Regions from separate parts of the Sus scrofa genome. Here region 1 is linked to region 2. A link is a contact called in public HiChIP or PLAC-seq data. All regions are on one chromosome and are shown on one strand. Each heading gives the region's core, a stretch centred on a gene start, on an enhancer-like site or on the middle of the called end of the contact. The rest is flanking DNA. Distances are from core to core; before and after follow the strand shown. Region 1 overlaps LOC106508546. Region 2 overlaps LOC106508546.

Region 1 (6,348 bases), core at 1,209-3,708, 76 kb after region 2:
TCTTCCTTCACCCTGTCACAGAGTGCAGGTCCCAGTGGAAATTAATGAGGAGCCCTACTCTAGAGTTAACTGTACTAATGTTTTGAAAACACATATTTCGAAGAGCAAACTCCCAATTGACCAAACCGTTAATACCTGCTTCTCAGAAAATACCAATCACGATAGAAACTGAGGTTTGGTAATACGCATTCTGCACTAAAATATTGCTATTCCTTCGGCAATTAAAGGTGTACACCAACACAATAAAGTTTTAAGGTGATTTAATTCAGTAACACACAGTCTTATGAATAAAAATTATTGACTTTCACTTAGCCCTATTTAATTATTAAACTCATTGCTATAAAATTAGCTTATTGAGTTATTATTTCATACAAGACTGATATATATTTCAGATCATTCTCCATTTTACAAAATAACTCTTTTCACATATTTGTATCACTTTACAAGTATTTCTTTAACATTCATTGAATTACTGACTTTTATATATTTAAAGATTAATTTTGCTTAGATAACTTGTGAAGAACAATTGGAATTTCTGTTTCTAGAAATAGTTTGATTCACATTAATTATAATAATGACTTACATCAATGTTAAAGAAAAATATTGAACATTATTTTGCATTTGTAGTTCCATTGTGTCTTTAATGAATTTCTAAAGTCATAGTACCTAAATAGAATTTCACAAGGTACTGGGACCATTTAATATAGAAATAAATTTACTTTTGTATTGAATTTTTATTAAGCGTCTGTGGCTCAAATTTTATGTAAGAGAATTCCTTGAACTATGGATTTCCATGTTTTACATACTAAAGTGACACCTATGGATAGAGAGCAAATGAATGTGCTATTTATAATAATGACTTTGTTTTAGATAGGTTACATAATACATTTATATGACTTTATTATGTGAGTGGTTTAGAAGTGTCTTGTGTTCCTTTTACTTTGCTTGTTTTTAAGAAACTATGTGTGTGAGAGTCTGCGTGTGTTCATGTATTTTTATCTTCTCAAGTATTACCTAATAGCATTTCAAGATATATAGTGGTAAAAATGTGCCTTATATTTAGTCAATTCACATTTCTTTATGTATACTTTAGGAATATTTGTTTTAAAATGATATTCAACTTTTTTTGACATATTCAAGTATAGGAAAGAAAAGTTTAGTGAAAGATATCGTGGAACAATTTATGTGCAAAGAGTTTAGAAGTTAATTTTGCTTTATTGACCAAAATAAAATGAGGGAACAAAGATTTACTAGGGTGAAGATATTAATTGGAACAGAAAATATAACTCTTTATTCTGAAATGCACCTGCATGTTAACAACAGTTCGAAAATCTGAAGCACAGATTTTAAATGAATGTACAATGAAATTTTAAACTTTTTTATTCCCCGTAAAATCATTTTCAAGGTGAAATGGAAGTTAAGTACATTTAAAGACTTTTGGAGCAGAAAATAGATTGACTTCAGGTGGTACTGGGTAAACTTTCAGTTTGTAATGAAATAGATATTCTTTACTATTCATGATAAGGGTGAATAAAAATGAAGCACTTAGTTTAAAAAAATAAACTGGAAAGAATGTAACACTTTCACTCCTTAGATTCTTAAGTCATTTTTTTTGTTGTTGTTGTTCTTTTGTTCTGTAATTGATTGCTAGCACCCCCTTTAACCCACCTTAAAGGGCAGCAGGAAATTCATGTTTTCGTTCATCAGCCCATCCCTCTGAAAGGCGTTCGATATTAAAACAGTTTGCAGGGAGCAAAAGCAGAGGAAACAAGAGGCCCAGCTAGCCTGTAGCAAGGTTAGAAGATACACTGCAAGATTGCCTGCAACATTGCATCGAGTCTTGTTCCTGTCCAGTATTTGCATGGAGAGATCAAGTTAATTAGGGTATGACTGTTCTTCACTTTCTATGTGACCTTTTATTCTATCTGTGGCTCTCTAGTTCATGCGGTGTCATAAAGCTATGGGAAAGTCTTTCTAGCTGTTTGACACAAACTGGAAAAAATTAAGCATTGATATTTCCTTTTGCCTGAAGGTTTTTACAGCAGCAAATTACTGCAGCGGCAAAGTTGATGTTGTGGTAGATTTGCTGTGGGTGTCAGAATGTTTCTTTTGTCTTTTTAGCTCCCCGCCTTCCCTGATGATCAGGTGCGACCAAGTGAGTTGTGCAGAGAGGTGGGGGTGGGGGAGGGGGTTCAGGAAGAGGTTACATGGCAGAATTCCCACGAATGCTGGCGAAGGATGAAAAAGATAAAGAAATCTTGTTTTTCTGAACTAGAGGATTCTCTGCATGACTTCCCCACTGTTGGGGTGATGAGCTTTCAGGCTAAGATTTTATTAACAATTCATATGGAGATTGAGGGCAGCGGAGGAGCAGATTCTCACATAAACTTGATCTGTCCATGAATGCTGTTCTCTGTTTGCCCTGACCCTGCATGGCTTAAGACACTGCCTGTGAGGCCAGTGTGCCAGACACAAAGAAAGAAATGAAAAGCAAGCACATTCCAGGAGTCTGCACAAAAGACCCAGCAGTTTCTAGTCGTCTCCCCAGAGAGGATCTTATCTCTGCATGGCCAAAAACCTCTAGAATGTTTTCATTTGTGTACCCAAAGTTTTAAAATTGACATGGCCGTTTATTAGGCAGTAGCCTATAGCCCTGTTTTCTTAGGTTTTAAAGTTTTGTTCTCAGAACTTGTTGAAACTAGAAAAACATAAGCAAGGGTGCATTTTGTGAAGTTTGGCTTTAAAAGTCACTGGCCTTGAATTGTTTTTACTTTGTTGATTGGTAGGTACCTTGAAAAATGAATCCTTTTCAGCTTTAAGAGAAGCCAGAACAACATTTTAAAGCTTGACTTGACTTCATGATGCCTTATGACACTGCAACTCTGAAACTTGTGGCAGAGTTAAGGCGTGAGATGAAATTGACATGGGGGCGCAAGCCAGCCACCCCCATGCTCCTGAGCACAGACAACCTAGCTACATTAAAGAAAGAAGCAAGTGAAAAGTTTGAGTGAGACAAAAGTGCAAGGGAGTCAGGGACTTTTAACGTTGTAATATTTCAGCAATTATTGGCAGTTCACTATTTTATCTAGATGCATTAAAACAGGATCATAACAAACTATCACAAGATATTTCTTTGTAATTTAATATACTACATTTTATCACCTAACAAATGCACATTCCAGGTGTCAGATATATTAAAGTTTGGGGATAAATATTTGATAAACATAATTCGGTTGCTAAATTACGTTTCCACAGATTCTTAAAAATTGGAAAATCCAGATACACAGACTCTTGAATTTTGTGTATGTGTTTAGCTGTTCAAGTTGTTTCAAACTTTTATAGTTCATGAATTAAATAGCCAGTAGAGGAATGCAGGCAAATGCTATTAATTATGATAGGCTTTGTTCCTTTCATTTTATAATGGTTTTATTTCCATGAAATTAACTGTTGTACTTAGGCTAATTGTCAGTAATTGGTGACAGAATCACTTCATTGTTTTTCTATAGCATGATACTAATTAGGATCTTTGCAGTATTGGCTCAGCCATGTTCTATATTCTACCTTCTATATTGAATCATTGGTACATAAAATCAAGTGCAACTTTAAAAAAAATCCATTAGATAAAATGCTTCTATTAATAATTAAATCTTTTAAACAGCTAGTTGTAAATTAATTTTAAAATATTGAAATAGAAGGAAGCTTTATTATAGATTTGTTGGGTTCATGAAACATCAATTGATCTTTCGGATTTGAATTGAATCCAGTGGAATCATCCTTAAAATATCACAGTTGTAATTCCAACTCCTGAGCCACATGCATTTTTATTATTCTGTTTGTGTCTGCAACATTGAAATTAGCACTGCTAAAGTGTTTTGGTAAGGTATCACAGGACTGGATCCATTGTCTTTCTTTTCATGCCTGATAGAGATATCATAAAATATAGCATTTTTTGTTTGTTTTCTAACTAGTTTTTTTTTTTGCCACAAGAAAATGGTTTTTGAAGCACTTATATTTCAAATGAAAATATATATGAATAGTTGTGATTATAAGAGCTTAGTTTTATGCTTTGCTTTTAAATTTAGAAGATTGTGTTCCATGTGGTTGACAGGTTATAAAAAGAGAAAATGAGAGAATATTCTATTTTGTGAAGTGAGGTTTAATGCCGATGGGAGAAAATATTACAACTCTGTATATCCTATTAAAACAATCACAGTCAATACTACTTTGCTCATTTTTAAAAGAATTCTTCTCATCCAATTCACCTGTGATCTGTATGAATTTGTAAGTTATGGAAGTTTTCTAATACTTTGAGGTATAGCCTCCTTGCTTCTTTTCCTTGTTCTATGGTACTTTTACCAATCCGGTGCATTTTGCAGTTTACAGTGAACTCAGTTTGTTTTAAAAGCAACCATAATGTATAACTTGGAGCTTAGTGCCTCACAGTTCTGAAAAAAGTTTTTAAGAAGTGATTAGGAAAATAATTGCCTATTAAAAGGTGAAGATTGGTTTAAGCAGGGAGAGAAGAAACTGAACTCTGAAATTGAAAGCATTCATTGTTAGCATGACACATATGCACCAAATCTGAAATTAAAGAAAACTCACGAAATACGTATCTTGGCAAGGGGAATTGTTTAAATTTTCTAAAGCTGTCAGCCCATTTTCTGTTTTTTTTTTTTTTTTTTTTTTTTCTTTTTCTGTTCAAGAACAACTTCAAATGGAAAGCTTCACCTTTTGTACAAAGTTGAAATGTTTTATTATTGCAGGATTGTTCTACACTGTACAAAACCAGAACAATTCAATAGTGGGGTTGGGGGGGGCACAAATGAGAATCTTTCTATCATTTTAGAAAGTCCATAGCAAAGCACAAAAACTATAAAAATCTATGATTGTTTCCTTAAAAAGAGAATCTTTTGATTTACAGCAGTTATTTGAATACCCATTCGGGCTCTTTTGTAATGTGTTGGAATAAATGCACTTCTCCTAAATGAAGAATACTCATGAGGGGGCAGAATTCCAACATAAACTATGTTTAGATGCTGTATCTCAATAGGTGACCCCATAACATTAAACAAAGGTTCTTTTTCTCTTCTCTCTGTTTTGTTCTCTGGAAAATAAATTCCTCAAAGCAAAATTCAGTTTGTTCCTTTTTCACCCTATTGGCAGATATGCAATATATCCTCTGTCTCTTATCAAATATACAGATTATGAAAAATAGACAAGGTCAAAACGGACTTTTAGGTTTAAAAATGAGAAAGTATTCTAAAAGTTACTTTGGGAAGATCTTTTTTTCTTTTTTATTCATCCTGCCTTATAGACTCTGGAGTGTACAATGCAACGGGGGTTTTCTTTCTTGAGGATTCGAAGTGTACACGGAAAACACAAGAGAGGAAATGGGACTCTGGTAATACCGTGAGCCACATCCATGGGCATTTAAATCCTATAGTTAAAAAAAAAAAAAAACAAAAAATCAACTAATAAATCTAGTCTACTTCTCACATAATCATACTTGACAACCATAAAGGCACTGCTGGAGTAGCATGGGTTGTAGTTAGCATCTCTGACTTCTCTGGCCCCAGAAGTCTTTTATAATTGTAATCAGTTTCTTCATCACTCCAAGCTGTGTCAAAATCCATAATTAGCAGTAGCCTCATTTTAAAAATTAAAAACAACCCATGTGCAATAACATCAACAAAAAGAAGCACCTCACAGCAATAACTATGTTCTTTGTGGGAACTCACACTATGTACAAGCTGCATTCAGTTCCTAGCCTCTGATCTAAAAGTGCCATTCGGGGGGGTTAATCAACCTCTCCAATGGGAGGTGAATGCACATCAGGATGACCAGATGCCACCCTGGTGCTACCAATCTGTGCTGGTGTTTGTTTTATTTGCTGTTTTGTTTTCTTCTTCAGTGATGCGCTTGTTCATATCAGAAATAGCCTCACTGTCTTACTGCTAGGTATACAGCCCACTAACGAAAGCAGGTATCAATAAATGAAACAAAAATAATCAGAGGTACAACATATTTACTCCAAGTTAATGTTAGCTTATATGGCTCAGATTGAGTTCCATATTCCAAGAGACTTATGTGTTCCTGGGGGTTGCATTCTTAAAGCCCTTGGGAAAGTGGGCAATGACTGCATTAAAAAACGTAACCCATAATAAAATGCGGTAAGACTTGAGGCCCTTTTAAATTTTACTTAATATAGAATGTAGGGAGTAACCATTTTCTGTCTTGCAATGTATGCACACGTCTAAAGGCATATACTACTCTTTCTATAATATCCACCTTTCCTGGGGCCTTAGTCTGTGTCGGATCACATCACAATCTGTGACTTGGGGAAAGTCT
Region 2 (6,491 bases), core at 2,753-5,252:
TTCTCTCTCATATTTTTATATAGGCCACCATTTTACATTTTTTTTTCTATTTGCTCAACACTAAGTTAGCCTTGGTATGGCCAATGTCATGTTTACAATGGGATGACACCTGTTTTCTTACCATCCACTTCTTGCTGACTAAATCCTGATCTCCTCATCTGGGTGACAGGTTGTGTGCAGACCTCCCAGTTAGTGACTAGGAAGCATACATAGAGACTGACTCTGCTCTTTAAAAAGTAAGGATGGTCTCCTGTGTCCCAAACCTTGTTGTTTGACAAGCAGAAAAAAGTTGCAATTTTTAACACGTGCCTTTCTCCACTATCTTCCTTCCTTTGCTACCACCTACATTGCTTTAACGAAGTTTTGGAGAATGTAGGGAATTTATGCCAGTCTTTTCTCTCTCCTCCAGTTTTCAAATACTCATGCCAACACAGGAAAAGATGGTGCTGTGAGGATACTATTTGTTCCAAGAAGCAGTAACTTCTATTGACACCCAATAAAATCATGGTAATCCAGGCTTGGGGTACAAAGTGTTCATGAATCTGAATGCAGTCAATCAAGAATGTTGAAATACTTTCTTGACTTTGAAAAGGACTACTCTATCTATGTGCATAGACTACCTTTTTTTTTTTTTATTTTTGTATGTCAATATCATTAGCTTTAGAAGAATGGTAAAGAAATTGTCTCTATTAATCTTAGTTTTTAGGATTGTTGTAAGATGTGTTTTTCTGTGTGGGTGTTTTAATAGAAAGTTGGCTGAAACCAACTTATGATGGCAGATTGCTAATTCGATATCCTAAAAAACTGTAAGTTTGATAGTAATGTTTTTCAAGCTTTTCATTATAGTTCATCTATTCTTCTATTCAAAAGTGAATGCCATCCCAAGTGTCACAGGGAAAAATGCCTAGATGTAGAATAGAATTATTGTGGGAAATGAAAACACCACATAATAATATTTTATTATTATGCAGTCCTTGGAAATTATGTCTTTTAACTTCATATAGAAATATTATATACTATCATTTTGAATGGCTTTTTCATTAATTGAAAGATACTTTTAAATTTCTTTCAAGTATCCCAACTTGGTGTTTCTGAATATAAATGAGGGTTTTGGAGGTAAAGTTATCTAAGGTATTAAGATCTTTTTCAAATTAGTTGAACTTAGCAAACATTATCTACGATATTTGATTAAATTACCGTCACATTTAGAGTAGTAGATTTTTTTTCTCCATAAAATGAAGTTAGATAGGGGTCAAGTTGACAAACTATTTTCAGTAGTATCTTGGTTGTACTCTTTTTAATGTAAAAGACCACACTTTCACAAAAGGGATTCTTTTCATAACCTGTGCATAATTCAGATATGTCTATGGTTGTCTTAGTCAACTGTCCATAAAATGAATACGTTCTAGACTATGAAATCACCAAAACTCTTAGAAAAGCTGGTGTATCTTTTACATTTTATTTAGGTTATTAGTGACCTTTCTTCACTTATTAGAAAGTCCTTTGTTTTGTGTATGCAGAAACTGTTGCAAAAGAGGCCAGATCCTTGAGCTGATGACTGTAGACGTCTATCATTGAAGGCTCGTGACCTTGTAGATTGACTGTTAGGAGGTAGTTGTTAGTTTTGAAAAAGGAAACAGGAAAACAAAGTTGTTCTTCATAACAAATGAAAATAGAATATAGAATTACAGAAACCGAATCATAGAAATTTTGAAGACTAAGTATCTCTCGAGAAGTAATTAGAATTCTTGATTTTCTACATGTCTATTGCTTCAGTAGCCCCAAATGCTTTGGAATAATACTTATTTTCAATATTAAAACCACCATAATTAAATCACCAAAAGGTGCCAAGACATTTTCATTGTTGTTGTTATTATTACTATTATTATTAACTTTTAAATTTAATTTTATTTTAATACTGTTACTACATGGGAAAAGAATTTTGCGGGAGGTTTGATTTTTTGAGATATAGTTTTGACATAAAATTATACTAGTTTTAGGTGTACAACATAATAATTTGATATTTGTATTTATTTTATTTTTTTAAACTTAGAGGCTGTGCCAACCTCCCTTTTCAAACTGATCAATGACTCCTACTGTATATTGGAGAAAATGGAAACCCATTTCTGCCCTAACCCCCACCCATAATTGATTTTATCACCCTTTTTTTTTAATGATATTTTAAAATTTTTTTCCATTATAACTGGTTTACAGGGTTCTGTCAATTTTCTACTGTACAGCAAGGTGACCTAGTCACACATGCCTATATATTCTTTTTCTCACATTATTCTCCATCATGCTCCATCATAAGTGACTAGATATAGTTCCCAGATTTTAATACTTTTAATTACTATATTTTCTATCACTACAATTTTAAAAATGAATCCTATTGACTAGATACTATTATCTGATCCTACTTGTCTCACCTGTTTTATTCCTTCTTGGATTTTTGGTTTGTTTGTTTTATTTTATTCAGACAGTATCCAATTTGAAGATAATTCCATTGACCAAGTAAAGGTTAATGGGATGGAAATGCTAAGTTCAGCATCCATATGCAATACTGCCATTCCTATACAGGGCCGCACCAGATGATGTTTTGTGTCATCACAGAGTAAACAGAGTGAGAAAATGTGGGTGTGGCAAATCCACCTTTGAATGATAGCTATTGCAGGACAGTGGGGGGGGGAGTGATTGTCCATATAGTCAGTATAAAATATGTGCTTTTAATTGGATTGTATTATCCCAAAGCATGAACTTGATCTGAAATACAATTCCCTGATATTTCTGTCATTAACTTGTTGATAATATAGTGGCTATTTTTAAGGTGTTTTCAAGGGACAAGCAAACTTAATATATGAAGTTTAAACAAACCTGAAGTTTTAAAAGATTGCATTTCTCTTTAGTGCTTCATTTTTTTGGTTATGTTTAGCCCTCATTTTTACATATATTTGAAAGAGAGGAATGTTTGTCTTAACTAGAGAACAAAACAAAATTATGGTGTAATGAGTTACTAGAATAAGAGAAAGCATGACATTAATATGAAAACTTGAAAGAGTTTAAAATAACCATTCTTATCTCCCCAAATGATATGATTTTGATGTTATTAAGCATAAAGAACTTTGTTTATAATAGGTTAACTTTGCAGTTAGGTGTGGTAAGTCAGAAGCCAAAAAAAAAAAAAAAAACCTAAAACAAAACCTAGGAACCAAGTGATTAAGTGATATCTGTGACTCTATGATGCATTAATTATTTTGTCATTTCCATATTCCCAGCTTGAAATTTAATATAAAAGAAATGCCTTGCTGCTTGGTTCTAAATCCTGTTTGATCCAATGTGGAAAAAAATATATATTATTTGGAGACTTCTTAACAGAAAAAAAAAAAAAATCTTTGAATTAATAGTTTCTCCTGCAAAAAGAAACTTGAAATTCACCTTTGGACTATTTCATATCTTTAGCATATTTTCTATTAAAAATACTTCTAGATTCCAGTGTCTGCTTGGCTTTGGTTATCTTAGCGGTAATAAGTAGCCTTGGGACCCCCGAAGGCACACCCCACACACTTATGCTGTGTGACCTAAGGTCACAAGTAATGGCTGCAAGCTAATTGATTGAGAAAGGCTTGTCTGGAGGGGCCTCTTTGCGTCCTCCCTTTACATTCCTAAGTTCTGTGAGAGTCACTAGCAGCTCAGCCTCGCAAGGAAGGAAAAAAGAGAGGAAGTTTCTCTGCGTTGTGAATACACTTTGAGTTCCCCTGTAGTGAGCTTACTTCTCTCCACCCACCAACCAAGAACTCTTTCACTTGAAGGTGGACAACTTAAAGCCTGATCTCAGAGTTACCCGAAAAGTGACCTGAGTATTTATTGAGCTGAAAGAACCAATTACCTACTTCAGGCGGTGGGGAGCGTATGGAAATGATATTAGAACTTCAGCAAAGTGCACAGCCGCATAATACAGAAGCCAGGACTCAGATTGACAGGCAAATAAGCCAGCTCGTGGAAGGGGCCTCTGGGTGGCAGCTCTGGGCTATTGGGTGTTGGACAACTATAGGCAAAACTGAAATGGAACAGGGGCAGAAAATAGCACACTTTTACGCCACGCAACCGTTGCTTTCGCATGGTGAGTGCAGATTTAAGATATTACTTAAAGTCTACTTTCTGTGTTGTAAAACAAGTAGAGAAATCTGTTGTGCTTTGAAGGGAATGATAGCAGGAGCCTTTCTTAAAAGTTCTAAGTGATCTGGTTTTGTTTCTGCTTGATCTCACATTAAACTTGGCAATGCTAACAGAGAAACACAATATTTGTATTGTCTTGGTGTCCTTTTTCTTAAAATTGTCCTTTTGTTTAAATCATGCGTCTCTCCAACCTGAATAAATATTGTTTTAGGCAAATCAGGGGTGGAATAGGTAATGAAGGAACAGCGGTGTGACAATACATGTAAACATTTCACTTAGTCCAACTTTGTGTCACTTCTCCACGGCTTCACATTTTGCCGCCTTATCTCAGGAATATATAGCACAGTCTGTATGAAAAGAGCTTTGTGTGAGAATTCCAGAGAGTTAAAGGGTCAGGGCCTGTGTGTTATCTGACTGCCAGCAAGACTCACTGGGTTGTCCTCTTATTTTTAATCTAAAATAGGGAAAAAGTGCATCTTTACATATTAAAAAGTAAGTGTGTTTTGATTCCAATAGTTGCCTTCTTATAGTTTATGGTTGTTATTCCTGGCAAAGGATTATTTAAGCTTCTTTCGAGAAGCAGCATGCAAACTTCTTTTGTTTCTTTCTGTCTTGTTTGATCACATTTCACTGCAGAAATTTTGCACATTTTTTTTAAAATAATAATTATCTCGAAACAATACCAAGTGGTTTTTATTTCAGTGCAAATATCTTGGCAATTAGTAAGCTTGCTTTTCCTGGGGAAAAATACCTGAGAGTAAATCGTGCTTAATTCTTAGTTTAGCCATACTTATAGTCCTATTTTAAATGTGTTTCTTTAAAAAAAAAATCAGAATCTAGGGGAAGTATTACTAGAATGTTACAGAAGAGATTCTTCTGCAAAAACTGCAAATTCAGTATTATAATTTTAATGAGTTCCAAATATTATCGCTATTGTTGACTTTGTTTAAAAAGCATTTTTATTAACAAAGTGACTGCATTAGATGTTACCAAATGAATGAAGTGAAAACTGTGTCTTCCATCCTGCTGATTTGATAGAATATAGAGGTCTGCATTGTTATTGTGTTTCATATTCATTTAAACTTTTTAAAGAGCACCTCTGTAATACCCATTTTGAATAATCATTTAAAAATGAAATATACTAAACTAAGCTTCTTATATTTTAAGATTTATAGTTTCTGTTTCATAAAGTAAATTAATAAATGGATGAAATATATTGGAGTAATTGTGAAGTTATAAAAACTTTACAATAAAGGGAGGAAAGCTTTTCAGGGAGAATGAATATGTTTTCGCTTATACAGCAGTTTTGAAATATTACTTAGCTCTCTTCTTTGCTAAATATTTATGGAGAACTTAGCTGTTGTAGAACTAAGTAATAATCTTGACTTTAACACAAAACTATCTAAAAGAAGGATACTTATTTTTGAGCTCTGCTTGTGATTTGATATAAGCTTCTTTCAACAATTGCAAAATGTGGCTGGCAAATTCCTTTCTAAGAGAACAAGTTCATTATGCTCATCACCTGTTACATTCATTCTTTCTTTGCCCACATACACAGTTCCTAGCTGTTTACTAGTGCCATAGGAAAGTGAAAACCTTTCCTTTTTTTTTTAAGAGAAAATGTTGAAGTTTTTATTTGCATGAACATTTTGGGGCTTTTCAAATGATGTTCTTGTCAACATTACCCAAAGTGTTTTTAATAAGGTCTTTTGTTGTGATCTTGATATGAATGGTCAAAACCGGAGATGTAAATTGTTTGGGTTTTTCTTCTAATGTGTCTCAGTAAGTGCAGTTAAGGTGTGACTGAGGATTTATGAACAGCTTTGACAAAAAAATGAGCCTTTTGAAAATTTTTCCCTTTGCTACAAAGATTATTTTTAAAAAAATGTTTACTGCATACCTATTCCCTCCAAACCGATCCAGAGACCAAAAATTAAAGAGAACTTCATTATTCTCCTCAGTTGTGTACTAACAACAACTCAGGAAGTTACCCTGCTATGGGGAGGGGCTGCAAAGGAATGGGGTTTGTTCTAAGTTCATACATTGTCATAAAAGAAAAAAGAGCTACTGCTAAATTTTACTAACATTTATCTTAAACTGTTATCTTCAGTCTTTTGCATTTTTATTTACTTATTGATTGGTTACTGAGGTGAAGTCATCTTTTAAAAACCATAATCAATCATAGCATTACTTTAAAACCATGCTTTTAAAAAGAATATGAATATATATAAACATACTTATGTAAGACTAATTTTGCATGGATGTTTAAATTCTGTACTAGATTAATAGGAAACAATGGAACTATATTTACAGATTAA

The links. HiChIP or PLAC-seq counts read pairs in DNA pulled down with a chosen protein or histone mark.
Region 1: a contact with region 2 is called in an H3K27ac HiChIP or PLAC-seq map of skeletal muscle. The contact joins two enhancer-like sites. A contact is called at or near these places in 5 of 47 Hi-C or Micro-C datasets (heart right ventricle, liver and skeletal muscle) and 2 of 2 datasets of contacts at active chromatin or transcription factors (alveolar macrophages and skeletal muscle).

What each region holds. Positions count from the first base shown.
Region 1 is chr13:181,054,318-181,060,665 of Sscrofa11.1, forward strand. The region is part of intron 3 of LOC106508546; the gene reads left to right. Among named protein-coding and RNA genes, the nearest start is that of MIR99A, 240 kb to the right of the region's middle. Within about 2 kb of position 2,459, at least 35 of the 83 cell types and tissues checked have an H3K27ac peak or open chromatin away from gene starts, as enhancers often do. A contact at or near this core is called in liver and skeletal muscle, where this site is marked.
Region 2 is chr13:180,977,144-180,983,634 of Sscrofa11.1, forward strand. The region is part of intron 2 of LOC106508546; the gene reads left to right. Among named protein-coding and RNA genes, the nearest start is that of MIR99A, 320 kb to the right of the region's middle. Within about 2 kb of position 4,003, at least 37 of the 83 cell types and tissues checked have an H3K27ac peak or open chromatin away from gene starts, as enhancers often do. A contact at or near this core is called in liver and skeletal muscle, where this site is marked.